Linked DNA regions of Callithrix jacchus: region 2 is linked to region 1. A link is a contact called in public Hi-C data. All regions are on one chromosome and are shown on one strand. The core of a region is the stretch at or near the end of the contact, and the rest is flanking DNA. Distances in the headings are between cores, read along the strand shown. Region 1 overlaps RNF220 (ring finger protein 220). Region 2 overlaps TMEM53 (transmembrane protein 53).

Evidence for each region. Hi-C and Micro-C count contacts between places; a contact is called where the count stands out from the background.
Region 2: a Hi-C map of induced pluripotent stem cells shows a contact between it and region 1, with 3 times the contacts expected there. The contact joins two enhancer-like sites. A contact is called at or near these places in 3 of 3 Hi-C or Micro-C datasets (induced pluripotent stem cells and skeletal muscle).

What each region holds. Positions count from the first base shown.
Region 1 is chr7:81,321,131-81,328,960 of calJac240_pri, forward strand. RNF220 (ring finger protein 220) reads left to right here. Exons shown (of 17, transcript XM_078331531.1): 3 at 286-418. Among named protein-coding and RNA genes, the nearest start is that of TMEM53, 57 kb to the right of the region's middle. Within about 2 kb of position 3,446, at least 2 of the 16 cell types and tissues checked have an H3K27ac peak or open chromatin away from gene starts, as enhancers often do.
Region 2 is chr7:81,364,106-81,371,935 of calJac240_pri, forward strand. All of the region lies in intron 1 of TMEM53 (transmembrane protein 53), which reads right to left. Among named protein-coding and RNA genes, the nearest start is that of TMEM53, 14 kb to the right of the region's middle. Within about 2 kb of position 5,131, at least 5 of the 16 cell types and tissues checked have an H3K27ac peak or open chromatin away from gene starts, as enhancers often do.

The sequences.
Region 1 (7,830 bases), core at 2,196-4,695:
TTTTAAAAGAAAATAATAGACATCCCGTGGTGGGGCAGGTATGTCCTAATATATTTCTGAGAAGGGTGGCTGACTGAGGAGGTACCATTCATGGCCACAGCCTCTGGAGCTGCAAGGAGGACGGGTGCTCCTGGGCTCTGAAACCCTCAGGCCTCTCCTTCTTGGCCTTCTAGGCCAAGAAGCCCTAGAGGGCAGCAGCAGGCTTGGGTTTGAGGACTGGGATGCTGGGTCTGCCTCCTGGACTAGCCCAGCTTATGCGTCTGTCTGTTCTTCTCCCCTCATCAGGTAAGAAGAAAGCAGCGGCATTGTTCGACAGCCAGGCCCCGATTTGCCCCATCTGCCAGGTCCTGCTGAGGCCCAGCGAGCTGCAGGAGCATATGGAGCAGGAACTGGAGCAGCTGGCCCAACTGCCCTCGAGGTAAGCCACCTGCTGGGGAGCCTGCCTGCTGGAGGAGTCCACTCAGGGTTCTGGCCACCAGATCCCACACCCCAGTCCCTTGGGAGAAGACAGGACCCTGCCACCCTTCTCCACAACTCCATTTCAATCCTCAGATCCTTCCACTGAATGGAGCCGCCTTCCTCTTCTTGCTCTATTTTTGGAGATAGGAGGAGAGTGACCCCTCAGGCCCCAGCCTCAAAGGAAAATACAGAGGAGCTGAGCCACTGCCTCAGGTCCAGCACTGCCATGTTGAGCCTCAGAGCAGAATAAAAGCAGCAGGTCCCCTGGCAGGCCCCTCACAAGTACAGCCTGGTCCTTCTTCCAGGGCAGTGGGCTACCTTCTCTATGAATCTCAGTGTCTGAAAGATGACAATCTTGAGAATGTGCTCAGGTGTGTTCCCCACTGTCCCACCCACCCCACCCCCAGCCTCCCTCCCTTTTCCCTGCCTGGAGGACTGGGCTGAGCCTCCTCAAAGGCCTGCTGGAGGAGCCAGGTTATCAAAAAGAGTAGAGGGGAGGTGTGACAAATTACCTAAAATCTTAGCAGTTTAAAGCAACCATTTCATTGTGCTCCTGGAACCTGTGGGGTCAGGAATTCAGACAGGGCACACAGGAGATGGCTGCTGTCTGCTCCGTGATGTCTGGAGCCTTAGCTGGGAAGACTTGTTGGCTGGGAGCTGGGTCATGTGGAGGCTGCTTCCCTCACATGCCTGGGGGTTGATGCTGGGACCTCAGCTGAGAGTGGAATCAAAGCTTCTCCATGTGGCCTGGGCTTCTCCATGTGGCCTGGGCTTCCTTATAGCCCATCTCCGGGTGGTTGGACTTCTTGCATGGCAGCTTTGGGGTCTAAAAGCAAACGTTTCAGCCAATGAGATGGAAACTGGACCACCTTTTATAACCCAGCCTGAAAGTCACTGAATCTCACTTCCACTGTATTCTATCAATGAGGCAGTATTAGACCACCCAGAATTCAAGGGGAGGGGACATACACCTCCCTTTTGATGGGAGGACTGGCAAGGCCAAACTGTAGAATCGTATGTAGAATGGAAGATATGGTTGCAACCATCTTTGGAAAATATAATCTGCTACCGAGGGACAGCTTGCCCCGCTCCTCCCAGCCCCACCCCTTATTCAGTTCAAGTCATCAGACTTGACTGATCCTCCTTCTGCCTTCTCACTGAATCTCCATGCAGAGTGCAGGGGATCCCACAGTGAATCAGAATGATCCCTGCCCTTGGAAGTTCATAGCATGAGGGTAAGGAGGGTTGGGTAGTAGAAACCCAGAGGGATAGAGACTGCTATACAGGAAGAACTGGAGCTGTGGGGTGTCAGGGAGGCACCAAACCCAGCACAGAGCACAGAAGGCTTCCTCAGGAAGGTGAGGCCTGAGCTGAATTTTGAAGGAAGAAATATTTAGTCATGTATCGCTGTGTTACAAATTATCCTAAAACATAGCAGTTAAACAACACACATTTATAATCTCCATTACTGTGGTCATCAATTTGGGAACAGCTTGGCTGGATGGTTGTGGGTGGTTGCTGCTACTGGCTTGGAATCTCTCATGAAGCTGCAGTCAAGATGTCCACCAAGGAAACAGTCACCTGAAGATCTGACTGAGACTGCAGGATCTGTTTCCAAGATGCTCACTCACGTGGCTATTGGCAGGATATCTGCCTCCTTTTCTGCCTCAATTCCCCCACATGTGGGTCTCTCCATAGGACAGCTTGAATAGCCCTATGACATGGCAGCTGACTTCCCACAGAGCATGAAATCCAAGAGAGGACTAAGGAAGAAGCCACAGTGCTTCCTATGATCTACTTTGGGAAGTCACACACTATTGCTTCCACTCTGTTCTATTCTGTTCATTAGGAGCAAGTCATCAAGTCCAGCTCGCACTCAAGGGAGGAGAATTAAGCTCTATAAGCCCTACCAGTTGAAGCCATCCATCTTCTATGCCAAGAATCCATAGGCATAGAAGACTATACTAGTGGTAATAATAATAATGCTTGTTGAGCACTATGTGCCAAATGCTTTACACTGCATTAATTTATTTAATCTTCACAACAACCCTCTGAAGTAGGAAATAATAATTGCTCCCATTTTACAGAGGAAGAATCTGAGGTGCAGAGGAGTTAAGTGACATCTCTAAGATTGCACAGCTAGTAAGTGATGAAGATAAGATTCAAACCTAAAGTAATCTGACTCCAGTACCCATGCTTTTAATCACTCCCCATCCCCACCACCCCACACACACACCTGGGATTGGCCTGCCAGTGGCAGAAAGTGGAAAAAAAAAATCCTTCTGCAGTTGAGTTCCATATTTTGGCTGTCCAGGAAGGGTCCTGTTTAATTTGCTCCCAGAGGAGGACTTCTACTAACAGGGTCAGAGAATAGAGGCAGAGGATAGAGGGGCCTGCCCAGCCTTGTAAAAGCAGTGTGCCCCTAAAAGCCTGGAGAATGGGGGCCCCAGCTCGCTTTTCTGCCTCCTCCGTGAGGGCCACTCTACAGTGCAGTCCCAGGTGCTCCACACCTGCAGTGTCCAGGGCATGCACTTCTGCCAACAGCCTTCCTTGTTCCACACCCCCACCCACTACCCTGCGCAACCCCTCGTCCCCCACATCCTCCCAGAGCATCCCCCTTTTCCATTTCCCCGCCCCGAGCTCCATGCCTCTCGCGGCTCTGTCTTGCGTCCCCGCATCTGTAGCCCTCACGTCGCGGCCCGGCCCAGCACCCTACGCCCATACCCGCTCCGAACGTGCACGCCCTGCGCCCCCAGCACGCGCCCCCCTCCAACCGGGTGTCTGACAGCCGGACAGCGGGATCTGCACAGCAAGTGAAATTCCCGTCGGATCGATAAAGCCGAAGCGCTGGCGGCGACGGGTCGATGGTTTTATCTGTCTCGGCCCCGCCGCGCCCGGCGCGCTGACAGTCGGACCGGCCGGCAAAGGCGTTCAAGGGCAGCCGCGCCCGCGCCCCCTCCCCTCGCTTCTCTCGCCCTCCCTCCCTGCGGCCGCTTCGCCCACCGGACTGCAGGCTGGACCGGCCCGCCGCCGCCCTCGTGATTTATCTGGATTTTTAATTGGAAAAAATTTGCGAATTAATTGATTTCAGGAACTTGCCAATTAACATTGTAATTGGGTGCGTGATAAATTCCCAAGGAGCGTGTCAGCTCCCTCCGGGCTGACGGCCGCGCAGCGGGGAGCGCGGAGAGGGCCCCAGCCTCGGCTGCCCTTGCTCCGCCCCTGCCCGCTCTCCGGAAACCGGGACTGCAGAGGAGGTTGGGAAAAGACAACACACTGGGGCTTCTAAAACCCCATCTCCACTCCCCACCATCAGCTCCCCGAGCAGAGGGGCCTGAGACCAGCCATTTCACAGATGGAGAAACTGAGGCCTGCAGGAGGGTGTGTGTGCCTCACTTCCAGGTTCCTGGTAGAGCCCAAATGAGGGCAGCTCCATCCACCAACACACTGTGGTTGGAGGCTTTCTCCCCAGCTCTCCCTCCCCTCCCCTCTCCATTCCTCTCTGCTGCGCCCTTCTTCCCCCTACTGGCTCCTTCCTCTTCTCTCCTCCAACTGTCCCCTTTTCTCTCCTACACTGCCTTTGCCTCTGTTGCCTCCTTTGCCCTCCCTGGCCTTCCTCAGCCTAGCCAGCTCCTGCGTCTGTGGATGCTGCCACCAGGTGCCCTCCATCAACCTGGACAGGTCCCCCCGCCACTTGACTCCTGCCTAAGGGGCTCTTCAGACTGGCCTGGTGTTCTGCCTTCTGCCTCCCTTTGCCCAACAGCACAGAGCAGGTCCCTCTAGGAGCAGGCTGCTATTTCAGACACACTCACCGGCTCAGAGAGAGAAGCAGGGACCTTCCAGTTCCAGAGCTAGGACTGGCTGTGTTTCAGATACAGGCGCAAACATATACAGGACACACAGGTGCACACACACCCCCATTCCAACACACAGATGTGCCCCCACACACACACCCTGAAAGAAGCCATGTCCCATGGATGTCATTCCCATAGGTACATGGGCATACAGACATAGGAAGAGCAGTCAGAACTTCCATTGGCAAAGTCCTTAAACTTTTCAAAGCATTTTTCAATTTGAGATCAGAGGTTGTGCCAGCACTCTCTGCCTCACCCCACCCTTTATCTTTCCCCTTCTCAGTCCTGCACAGGGGCTCCAATAGACCCCAGGACTTGGCCAGGTAGAACAAGGAGGGCAAAGTTAGATGGAGGACAGATTGTGGAGGGCCTTTAGTGCTGGAGGGCATTCTCGATGGGGTGGAGAGTAAGCTGAACATTCATGAGCCAGGGTGAAGCTTGGTCAGAGAGAGACAAGCAGGAGGGGCATGGTTTCGAGGCCAGTGTGGAGTGTGGGTTGAGTGTAGAAGCAGAGAGACAAGAGAGGAGGTTGGGCGGGGTCCAGAGGAAAGTTGGTGAGGCTGACCCAGGACAGTGACAGTGGCAGTGGGGATTCAGAAGAGGGAATGACAAGAGACCAGGTGGAGGAAGAAGCCACAGGACTTAGTTAGGGTGCTTATTGGGAGGAAGCTTTCTAATTTGGATGACTGGGAGAGTGATGGTAACAGAGAAGCAAGTGTCTGAGGGAAGGAAGGGACACTGGGATGGTGATGGGGAGGCACTGGATGTATGGAGAGACAGACAGGGACATAGAGAGATGGGGGCTGGAGGTTGATGGGTGGGGTGTGGAGGAGGGTTGGCCTCCAGACTTCCCAGTGGCCCTCAGGCAGGAGTTTCCACCCAGAGAGATGAAGGAGCCTGGGCATGGAGAGATTGCACAAAGCTAAAAGTGGGGCTTGGCTTGGTGGGGCCTGAACTTAGAAAGAGATATTCTCTGGGAGGCTTCTGGAGCCACCCAAGATCTGGCCTCTGGGCTGGGAAGCCAGCTCTCTGGCCAGCACTTTAAAAGGACTGAAAGAAGCCAGAGGGAGGCTGGGTGACTCTAGAGGAGAGGCAGGGTGTGGAGATGGCAGTGCCCCCACCCCCGCTTAAGCCTTATTTAAGGCCGGCCTCGGTGTTTGGTTGGGTAATGAACTAGATAAACAATTCCCCAAATAGATTAAAACGAAGTGTAACTTACAAAGGCGGCTGGTGATGATGGTTTATTCCCGGGCAGCGCACCATTTCTTTATTTCCAAGGATAATTCAGTGTAAATCACCTTAATTAAAAGTGTCAGCCCAGCCCATGAATATTGTACTTAGGAACGCGTTTCCTGGGTCCCAGTTATAATTTAAAACCCATGGATCACTAGGCAGCGAGTGACTGAGCAAGGGAGGAAATCGTTGGGGGCGGGCTGTGGAAACAGGGAGGGACCAAGGGAAGGCAGAGCTGATGAGCTGGGCGGGAGCCAGCCTGCCTACAGCTGCGGGCCTCAGACCTCTCTTCTACGAGGCAGGCCTTCAGCAGACTCCTCAGTCTCTGGGGGGCCAAGCACACTGAGAGGTAATCAGGTTGTTGACCGGAAGACAGGGAGGGGGTCCCTTGCTCAGAGAAAGGCAAGGAGCCTCAGGTAGTCCCAATCCAATGCAAGGGACAGTGAAGAGTGTTGCTGGGAAAAGATCCAGCGGAGTGGATCAAAAGTGACAGGCTGGACGTTCTGACCCTGAATGTCCCTGTTTCTGTTCACTAACAGAGCAAACAGAAGCCCAGAGTCAGCAGTTCCCTCCCCAAAGTCACACAGCAACCAAAGAGAAAGAATTGGATTCTGCCCTCTATCCTAAGCCCTGAGTATCTTTAGGGAGGCAGCACAGGCAGTTAAAAGCCAGCACTGTGGACTTGGCCAGACACCAACGCAAATCCCAAGCCCTCCTCAGACTGTGTCAACACAAAGATGATATTTGACCTGGTTCAACTTTGTAGAGATTTTGTGACGTTTCAATGAGATAACACGTATTAAAGCCTGCATCTGTCACATACAGCGGGTGCCCAATCATTATTCATTCCTTTTCTGCTGCCACCTGACCCAACTGGAGATAATACTCATATTCTAGACCAGGGCAGAGCAAGCATGGTGTTGTGCAGTAGATGCCCCTGGTATGGAAGTACCAGAAATGGTGATGACAGTATTTGTTTACTGAGTGAATAAAGGAGTGAAGGAATGATAAAAGCCATAAACTCAAAAACTAGTTGCTTCTCAAAAGCAGCTCTGTGTCCTCCTTGAATCCCCAGTGCCTACATCAGGGCTGGCATGAACCATTTATGAGCAAAACATAATTGAACAGAACCTGTTCTTCCTAATCTGTGATGCTCCCACTGTGTGATTAGACTGGCTGACAGCTCTGTTTTTACACTCAGACCTTGGCCTCACTCTAGGCCTGGTGGCCCCCACACTGTGACGTACGTATGCTGTGTGTGTGTGCGCCTGGGGCTGACATTTGTGGGTACATGTGTGTCTGGGTATGTGTTGGTACACACAGGTGTCCATCTCTATGCATGTGTTTATTGGACTTGTGCACATGAGCAGCTCGCATCTAGTCTGTGTGGCTGTTGTGAATCTTTTTTTTTTTTTGAGACAAAGTCTTGCTCTTGTTGCCCAGGCTGGAGTGCAATGGCACAATCTTGGCTCACTGCAACCTCCTCCTCCAGGATTCAAGCAATTCTTCTGCCTCAGCCTCCTGAGTAGCTGGGATTACAGGAGCCTGCCACCACGCCCGGCTCATTTTTGTAATTTTAGTAGAGACAGGGTTTCACCATGTTGGCCAAGCTGGTCTCAAATTCCTGACCTCAGGTAATCTGCCCGCCTCAGCCTCCCAAAGTGCTAGAATTATAGGCTTGAGCCACTGTGCCGGGCCGTGAATCTGTCTTTATGGACATGTGTCTGGGAATATGCCTCTGTGGCCCTGTGCATCTGTATATGTCTGAGTCTACAGGTGTGACCGCTTGTATGTGTGTGCCTGTTGGCAGAATTATAGGAAGTCTACAGGTCTATGTGTGTGCATCTTTATACTGGGGTTTCTCAACCTCGGCACAGTTGACATTTGGGGTCAGATAATTGTTTGCTGTGAGAGGCTGTCCTGTTTAACATCCTCTACCTAATACATGCCAGTAGCAACCTCCCCTCCCTCCGATCACGTTTTGACAACCAAAAATGTCTCCAGACATTGCTAGATGTCCCCTGGGCAGGAAACATCCCTTCCGCTTCTCCCCTGTCCCCCACTGAGAGTCACTGCTGCATCCGAATCTGCCTGTGCTTCTGCGGGCATGTCCGGTATGTCTGTATCTGGCCCTGTGGGTGCCTGAGCTCATCTGTGGGTGTTCCTTATGTCCACACTCAGTAAGTCCCTATGTGCCCCATGCATTCTACCTTGGATATATGTCTGTGCAGGGACCCTGTGTGAATGTGCTGCGTCTGCCTCTGTGCATTCATCAGCCAGCACT
Region 2 (7,830 bases), core at 3,881-6,380, 45 kb after region 1:
CCTAAGTGTCCCTCCCAAGACTCTGAAGAGGGGGCTGCTTATTCTCCCAAATGCTCAAATCCAACAGAGGCCTTTCACTCCCCATTCTATGTTTCTCCCTGGGAACATTTGGAATCACACACTCCTAGGAATATTACCTTGCAACCCAGTCTCTTCAATAAGTCAGTTAACATGAAAAAAGGGGCTGTTCTACAGCCTGGACAACATAATGAGACTCCCATCTCTAAAAAAGAAAAAAAAAAAAAAAAAAAGACTGGGTGCTGTGGTTCATGCCTGCTGGTAATCCCAGCACTTTGGGAGGCTGAGGCGGGCAGATATCTGAGGTTGGGAGTTCAAGATCAGCCTGACCAACATGGAGAAATCCCATCTCTACTAAAAATACAAAATTAGCAGGGCATGGTGACACATGCCTGTAATTCCAGCTACTCGGGAGACTGAGGCAGGGGAATTGCTTGAACCCAGGAGGTGGAGGTTGTGGTGAGCCAAGATCGTGCCATTACACTCCAACCTGGGCAACAAGAGAAATTCCACCTCAAAAAAAAGAAAAAAGAAATGGCGGGACACAGTGGCTCACGCCTGTAATCCCAACATTTTGGGAGGCCAAGGTGGGCAGATCACAAGGTCAGGAGTTTGAGACCAGCCTGACCAATATGAAGAAATCCCATCTCGACTAAAAATGCAAAATTAGCTGGACATAGTGGAGCATACCTATGTTGCTTGGTAATCCCACTTGCTTGGAAGGCTGAGGCATGAGAACTACTTGAACCCGGGAGGTGGAGGTTGGAGTTAGCCAAGCTCATGCCACTGCACTCCAGCCTGGCAACAAAGCCAAACTCCATCTCAAAAAGAAAAAAATTAGCTTGGCATGGTGGGACATGCCTGCAGTCCCAGATACTCGGGAGGCTGGAGGCAGGAAGATTGCTTGAGCCCAAGAGTTGAGGCTACAGAGAGCTACGATTGCACCAGTGTACTCCAGCCTGGGTGACAGGGCAAGAGCCTGAATCTAAAAGCAGGCTGGGAGGGGAACAGTTTAGATTTAAAGGAGCCTTTGGAGTACAGTGGTGCAATCATAGCCTTAAGGAACAAAATAGATGTAATGTGTGATCTGAGATTGGATCCTGGTTTGGGCACATCTGCTGTAAAGGATGCTTTGGGGACAATTATGGAATCTGAATCTGGACTGGAAACTAAATGAGATGAACCTCCCTATCCCTGTGTCCATGCCCAATCTTTCATTAAACTGTCATTCTACCTCCTGACAAGCTCCTCTATCCATCACCTTCCCTCTACTACCACCCTCAGCTCCGAGGTCCCAACTACCCTTTGTCCTTGGATCATGGCAAGCCCCTCTGAACTCACTTCTGGCTTCCAGCCCCAGCCCTCCAATCCCTCCCCCACTCTACATCAGGGACTTTTGTTTGTTTGTTTTGAGACAGGGTCACTTTGTTGCCTGGGCTGGAGTGCAGTGGTGCGATCTCGGCTCAATGCAACAACCTTCACGTCCCAGGTTCAAGCGATCCTACCAGCTCAGCCTCCCTGGTAGCTGGGACTACAGGTGTGTGCCACCATGCCCGGCTAATTTTTGTATTTTTGGTAGAGATGGGGTTTCACCATGTTGGCCAGGCTGGTGTCGAACTCCTGACCTCAAGTGATCCACCCACCTCAGCCTTCCAAAGTGCTGGGATTACAGGTGTGAGCCACCGTGCCCAGCCAAGAGGGACTTTCTGACTCACAAATCTAACATCACATCTCTGCTTAAATCTCCTGAGGGCTGACCCCCTCCAAGCCCCACCTCTCACCAGGTTCCTTTACCTTCATTCTTTGTCCCAGCCACACTTGACTATTCCTGGTCCCCTGCCTGGCCTCAGGGATCTCAGGCTAATGAAGAAGCCAGACAAGCCGAGTCCAGTGAGCAGAACTCAGAAGCAGCTGAAACTGGCCGCAGAGTGAGGCTGTCTATAAAAGGCGACACCAGAGCCCCAGCCCCGGAGACTGGGGAGAGGCTTCAAGCTCAGAACTACATTTTCCCCCTAATCTCTCTCCCATTCCAGGGCCACCCACACCTCAGGCAGGCAGGAAGTGGACCTGAGTGAGTGGAGGGATGCCGAGGGGAAGGGGACTCAGCTGGCCTTTCTTCCACATGTGCCCTGCTCCTCAGTCCAGGGCTTCCAGCTGGCAGCTGCGGCTTTCTGCACCAGGACCCCTGCAGGAGGCTGCTTGGGGGAGAGATCTGGGCTGAGGAGGGGAGGGTGGAGTTGGAGGCCCAGGAGGTGAGATAAGCTTCCAAAATATAACCAGGTCCTGCTAAGGCCCTCTCCTTAGCAGGTTACCACGGCCTCTGCATCCGACTCTTGGTTGGATGAAAAGAAGCACAAATCTTTTCCAAGAGGCCCTGCTAGTCTGGGAATGTGAAAGGTGACATGGGCAGTGGTAAGACAGAAACTCACCTGGTGGGAAAGGTGGAGGTCCTGGGAGTACAAGCTATGCCTAGACACCCAGTCCCGGCTCCTGCTGCCCACAGAGGCACCAGCCAGTTAACAGGGACTGGAGCCTGGGCCAGCTCCACAACTAGGGGCCACATCAAGACTGGGCCGCCCGCTGTGGGATGCAGGAGGGAGGAAGGGGAAGCCATGAGGAGACTAAAGGGCCCAGACCAGGCCACAAAGCTGGCAGCAAAATGGAGATAATCCCACCAAGTCCCTATGACTCCATGCCTTCCTCACAGGCTCTTTTTAACTTTTTTTGAGACATAGTCTCTCTCTGTTGCCCAGGCTGGAGTGCAATGGCCCAGTCTTGGCTCACTGCAACCTCCATCTCCCTGGCTCAAGCTATTCTCCTGCCTCAGCCCCCCAAGTAGCTGGGACTACAGGCACGTGCCACCATGCCCAGCTAATTTTTGTACTTTTTTTTTTTTTTTTTGAGACAGAGTTTCATTGTTGTTGCCCAGACTGGAGTGCAGTGGCACTCAGCTCATCGCAACCTCTGCCTTCTGGGTTCAAGCAATTCTCCTGCCTCAGTCTCCCGAGTAGGTGGGACTATAGGCGTGCACCACCATGCCCAGCTAATTTTTGTATTTTTAGTAGAGATGGAGTTTCACCTTGTTGACCAGGATGGTCTCAATCTCTTGACCTCATGATCCACCCGCCTTGGTCTCCCAAAGTGCTGGGATTATAGGCGTGAGCCACCGCACCCGGCCTAATTTTTGTACTTTTAGTAAAGACAGGGTTTCACCATGTTGGCCAGGCTGGTTTCAAACTCCACAGACTGTTCTTAAAGCCATTCCCAGGCCTGCCTCAAAGATGGTCAGCCCTCACTGCAGCCCGGGGGAGAGGGCACCAGAGTACTCACCCTTTTGTGGTAGATGGCGCTGTACTTGGCAAGGTTCTTATCCTTGCAGCCACCCCAGCCCAAGAGAATCACCACAGGCTGCTGAGTTTCTGCCTCCTTCCCACCTGGGCTGGAGCTGTTCTCTGAAACACAGATGTGGACTGTCAACACCAGAGCTGGGGTGGGGGTGGGGGTGGGGGGGACTGCCCAATCCAGAGCCAGCAGCACTCTGGCTACTGCAGGCAGGGAACCAATGGGTGCCAGGCCCAGGCTTCCTGCCAGCGCATGTGCTCCAGCTCCCACCTCGTGCTGCTCCAGCTGCCTTTCTGCAGGCCTCTCAGGAGACACCATGGAGTCACCGGACAAACCAACACAAGGGCACCTTTCTTTAGAGACTCAAAGATAGCCCAAGTGAAGAAAGTAAATACCTTCTCCCTGCCCTTTCACCTTCTGATCCAGGGCTCAGCAAACTACAACCCCAGGGTCAAACTGGGCACACTGCCTATTTTTATATGGCCTGTGAGCTAAAATAATTTTTACATTTTTAAATGGTTAAAAAAATCAAAAGAATATTTTGTGACAGGTGAAAATTATATGGAATTTAAATTTCAGTGTCCACAAATACAGTTTTATTGGAACATGTCACACTCATTATTTACTTAGGGTCTCTGGCTCCTTTCGCACTAAAAACAGCAGATTGGAGTAGTTACAAGACCAGGTGACTTACAAAGCTTAAAATACTGACTGGCCTGGCCGGGCGCGGTGGCTCATGCCTGTAATCCCAGCACTTTAGAAGGCCGAGGCGGCTGATCACAAGGTCAGGAGTTCAAGACCAGTCTGGCCAAAATGGTGAAACTCCGTCTCTACTAAAAATACAAAAATTAGTTGGGCGTGGTGGTGGGTGCCTGTAATCCCAGCTACTCAGAGGCTGAAGCAGTAGAATTGCTCAAAGCTGGGAGGCAGAGGTTGCAGTGAGCCGAGATCATGCCACTGCATTCCAGCCTGGGCCACAGTGTAAGAATACATCTCAAAAAAAAAAACAAAACTGGCCCTTTACAGAAAGAGTCTGCCAGCCCCTGTTCTAATTCTATGAGCAGATAGAAGAAGAGGGTCTTTTTTGAGATTGAGTCTTACTCTCTCACTCAGGCCGGAGGGCAGTAGCACAATCCTGGCTCAAGGCAACCTCCAAATCCTGGGTTCAAGCAATTCTCCTGCCTCAGCTTCCTAATTAGCTGGAATTATAGGCACCCACCACCACGCACAGCTATTTTTTTTTTTTTTTTAAGAGTAGAGGAAAGGTTTTACCACGTTGGCCAGACTGGTCTTGAACTCCTGACCTCGAGTGATCTGCCCGCTTCAGCCTCCCAGGAAGAAGAGGGTCTTAAAAGTATAAATGGATAGGACAGTGCAGACAGGGACATGAGACTGACTGACTCTGGCCTATACCAAGCCACCTACCCTGTCTGCAAGAGAATAATAACAGCCTATATTTATTGAGGTTTAACAATACTCTAAGGCAGGTCCTCTTACTATAGATGAAGAAATTGAGGCAGAGTGAGGTTAAGGTACTTGTCTAAGCAGAGTGTAGAGCTGGGAATCTGGCCCCTGCTCCCCACCCTCAACTACTCCAGCACTGTCTGTGCTGCCACCCCATCCACAGCTGGTGATATCGAAGAGGCACAAGCCAGCTGCCACCACCACCAGGGCTGCCTTTGAAGAAGCCTCCCTGCAACCTTGTCAAACAGACCTCATCTCATTTCCCCTGCAAAGTGAACACCCACTCCCTCAGGGGGACTTCTGTACCAGGACCGTCTGTGGCCAGTTCATCTGCACTCCCAAAAGGGCCGGCGTGTACCCTTCCAAGGAACAAGCCACTTGGCTATGCTCAGCTGCCACCCGGAAATTTATGGATGCCAGGAGTGACCTGGCAACAGTAAATTTCAAGGCTAGTTAAGAGGCTGGTAAATATAAATCACTAACCTTTGGACAAAAGGAAGACAACAATTTCCTGTGGAAATTAATGTGATTGAAAAGTTCAACGTTCCTGCTCTCTAGTAGTGGTGACTCTGGCCTTCAGAGATTAACTGCCCGCACCCGTGGAGGTCCCAGGCCTGGTTGCAACTCAGCCTGGAGCAGAAGCTGCCAAAGCCTCAGGCCCCTGCTGACACCTGCCAGCCCTCCTGGCCTCCACAGTGCTGGTTCAGCCTCTGGTGAGGGACACAGTCCCACAGGTCTATCTCAAGCAGCTCCAAATATTCTCACCACTTTTCTCGGCCTAGTGTCCCCATCTTCTCCCAGATGGCTCTTTACCTGCACTAGCCTTTCTCAGTGGGGACCCGGCTCAACCTTGCTGGATATGACTCTGCCCATGAGGCTTGGGCTACCGCAGCCTCATGGAGAGTAGTCCGCAGCTAGTGTTTGAAAGTGCTTTTGCATCTCCGAGGCCCAGCAACTCGATTTCCAAGACCCCATTCTGGGAGGCTCCCTTACCTCTGCAGCTGTCTGAGAATGGGCTCTCCTTCCCCTGCCTACAGGGTTTCCCATATGCCACCCCCAAGACACCAGCCAAAGGCTTTGGGATTTATTACAAATGCAGAAAAAGCAACCAAGGGAGGTCATATTCCCTGGTGGACATGAGATGTCAAGGCCAGCCCCCACCAGCAGAGATGGTGCATTCCCCATTGCCAGAGGTTCAAACAGCTGCTGCTCGGCCTCCAAACTGCCCCTCCTCCTGAGGCTGGGATTTGTAACTCCGTTTCGCTGGCAACCTTGGCTTTCTTTACCAACTCAGGCAGGAATGACTCTTCACCCTCCATGAAGGTGAATAAACCCTCAGAATATTAGCACCCTGGACAGACTACCTACTCCCATAGCCCAAGCTTTCTGTAGTATTCTTTATTGATTTATTTATTTTTGGAGACAGGGTCTTGCTCTGTTGCCCAAGCTGGAGTGCAGTGGCACAATCACAGCTCACTGCAGCTTCAACCTCCTTGGGCTCAAGCAATCCTCCCACTCTGCCTCCTGAGTAGCTGGGACCACAGGCGCATGCCACCATAACCGATTCATTTAAAAAAAAATTTTTTTTTTCAGAGGGAGTTTCACTCTTTCCCCCAGGCTGGAGTAAAGTGGCGGATCTTGGCTCACTGCAACCTCTGCCCCCCTCTCCGCCCCCCGGTTCAAGGGATTCCCCTGCCTCAGCCTCCCAAGTAGCTGGCATTATAGGCACCCACCACCACACCCAGCTAATATTTGTATTTTCAGTAGAGACAGGGTTTCACCATATTGACCAGACTGGTCTAGAACTCCTGAGCTCAGGCAATCTGCCCGCCTCGGCCTCCCAAAATGCTAGGATTACAGGTGTTAGCCGCCACGCCCAGCCAAAAGTAATTGCTATGGCTATTGTTATTTGTTGTCACATTAGGATCATGATTCTTCCACCGTCTTGTACGAACTCCTGCCCCTTTCTTACTTACTCCACTGGCCATATCACCCTCTGCCCCTCCTGGTGCTGATATCTCCTGGCCTCTAGCAGGTGACCTTGAGGCATTGAAAATTTTGGTCCCTGGCCTGATCTCCCACTCTATGCAAAGACTTACCAGAACCCTGTACAAGCAATCAAAAACGCCTAGTTCCTAAACCATTACAAACTTCTCTCAGCAAAAACTGCTAACACACAGCATGATGTGTCAGGCCCTATTCTGAGCATTTCACGTATCAACGCATTAGTTATTCACAACACACCCGTAATCCCAGCACTTTGGGAGGCCAAAGCAGGCAGATCTCACTTGAGCCTGAGAGTTCAAGACCAGGCTAGGCGACATGGCAAAACCTCATCTCTAGAAAAATTAGCTCGGCAAGGTGGCACATGCCTGTAGTTCCAGCTCCTCAGGATGCTGAGGCAGGAGGATAAGCCCAGGAGATCAAGGCTGCAGTGAGCCAAGATCATGCCACTGTACTCCAGCCTGGGTACAGAGTGAGACCCTATATTTAAAAAAACAAAAATTACAATACTCTTATGAGCAAGAATTCTCTTTTTTTTTTTTTGAGACAAAGTCTCATTGTGTTGCCCAGGCTGGAGTGCAGTGGCGCAATCTCGGCTCACTGCAACCTTCACCTCCTGAGTTCAAGCAATTCTCTGCCTCAGCCTCCTGAGCAGCTGGGACTACAGGTATGCACTACCACGCCCAGATAATTTTTGTATTTAGTAGAGACGAGGTTTCACATTCTTGGCCAGGCTGGTCTCAAACTCCTGACCTCGTGATCCACCTGCCTCAGGCTCCCAAGGTGCTCCAATTACAGGCATGAGCCACTGCACCCAGCTAAGAATTCTCATTTTACAGATGAAAACCTAAGACACATAGTAAACAACTTGCTCAAGGTTACTTGACTAACAAGCAGTGAAGCTGAAATCCAAACCCAGGTGGTCTGACTCCAAAGACCAGCTTGTATCTACTACCCTAGCCAGCCCCCTAGATAACAAAACCATCTCTATCACATCAACTC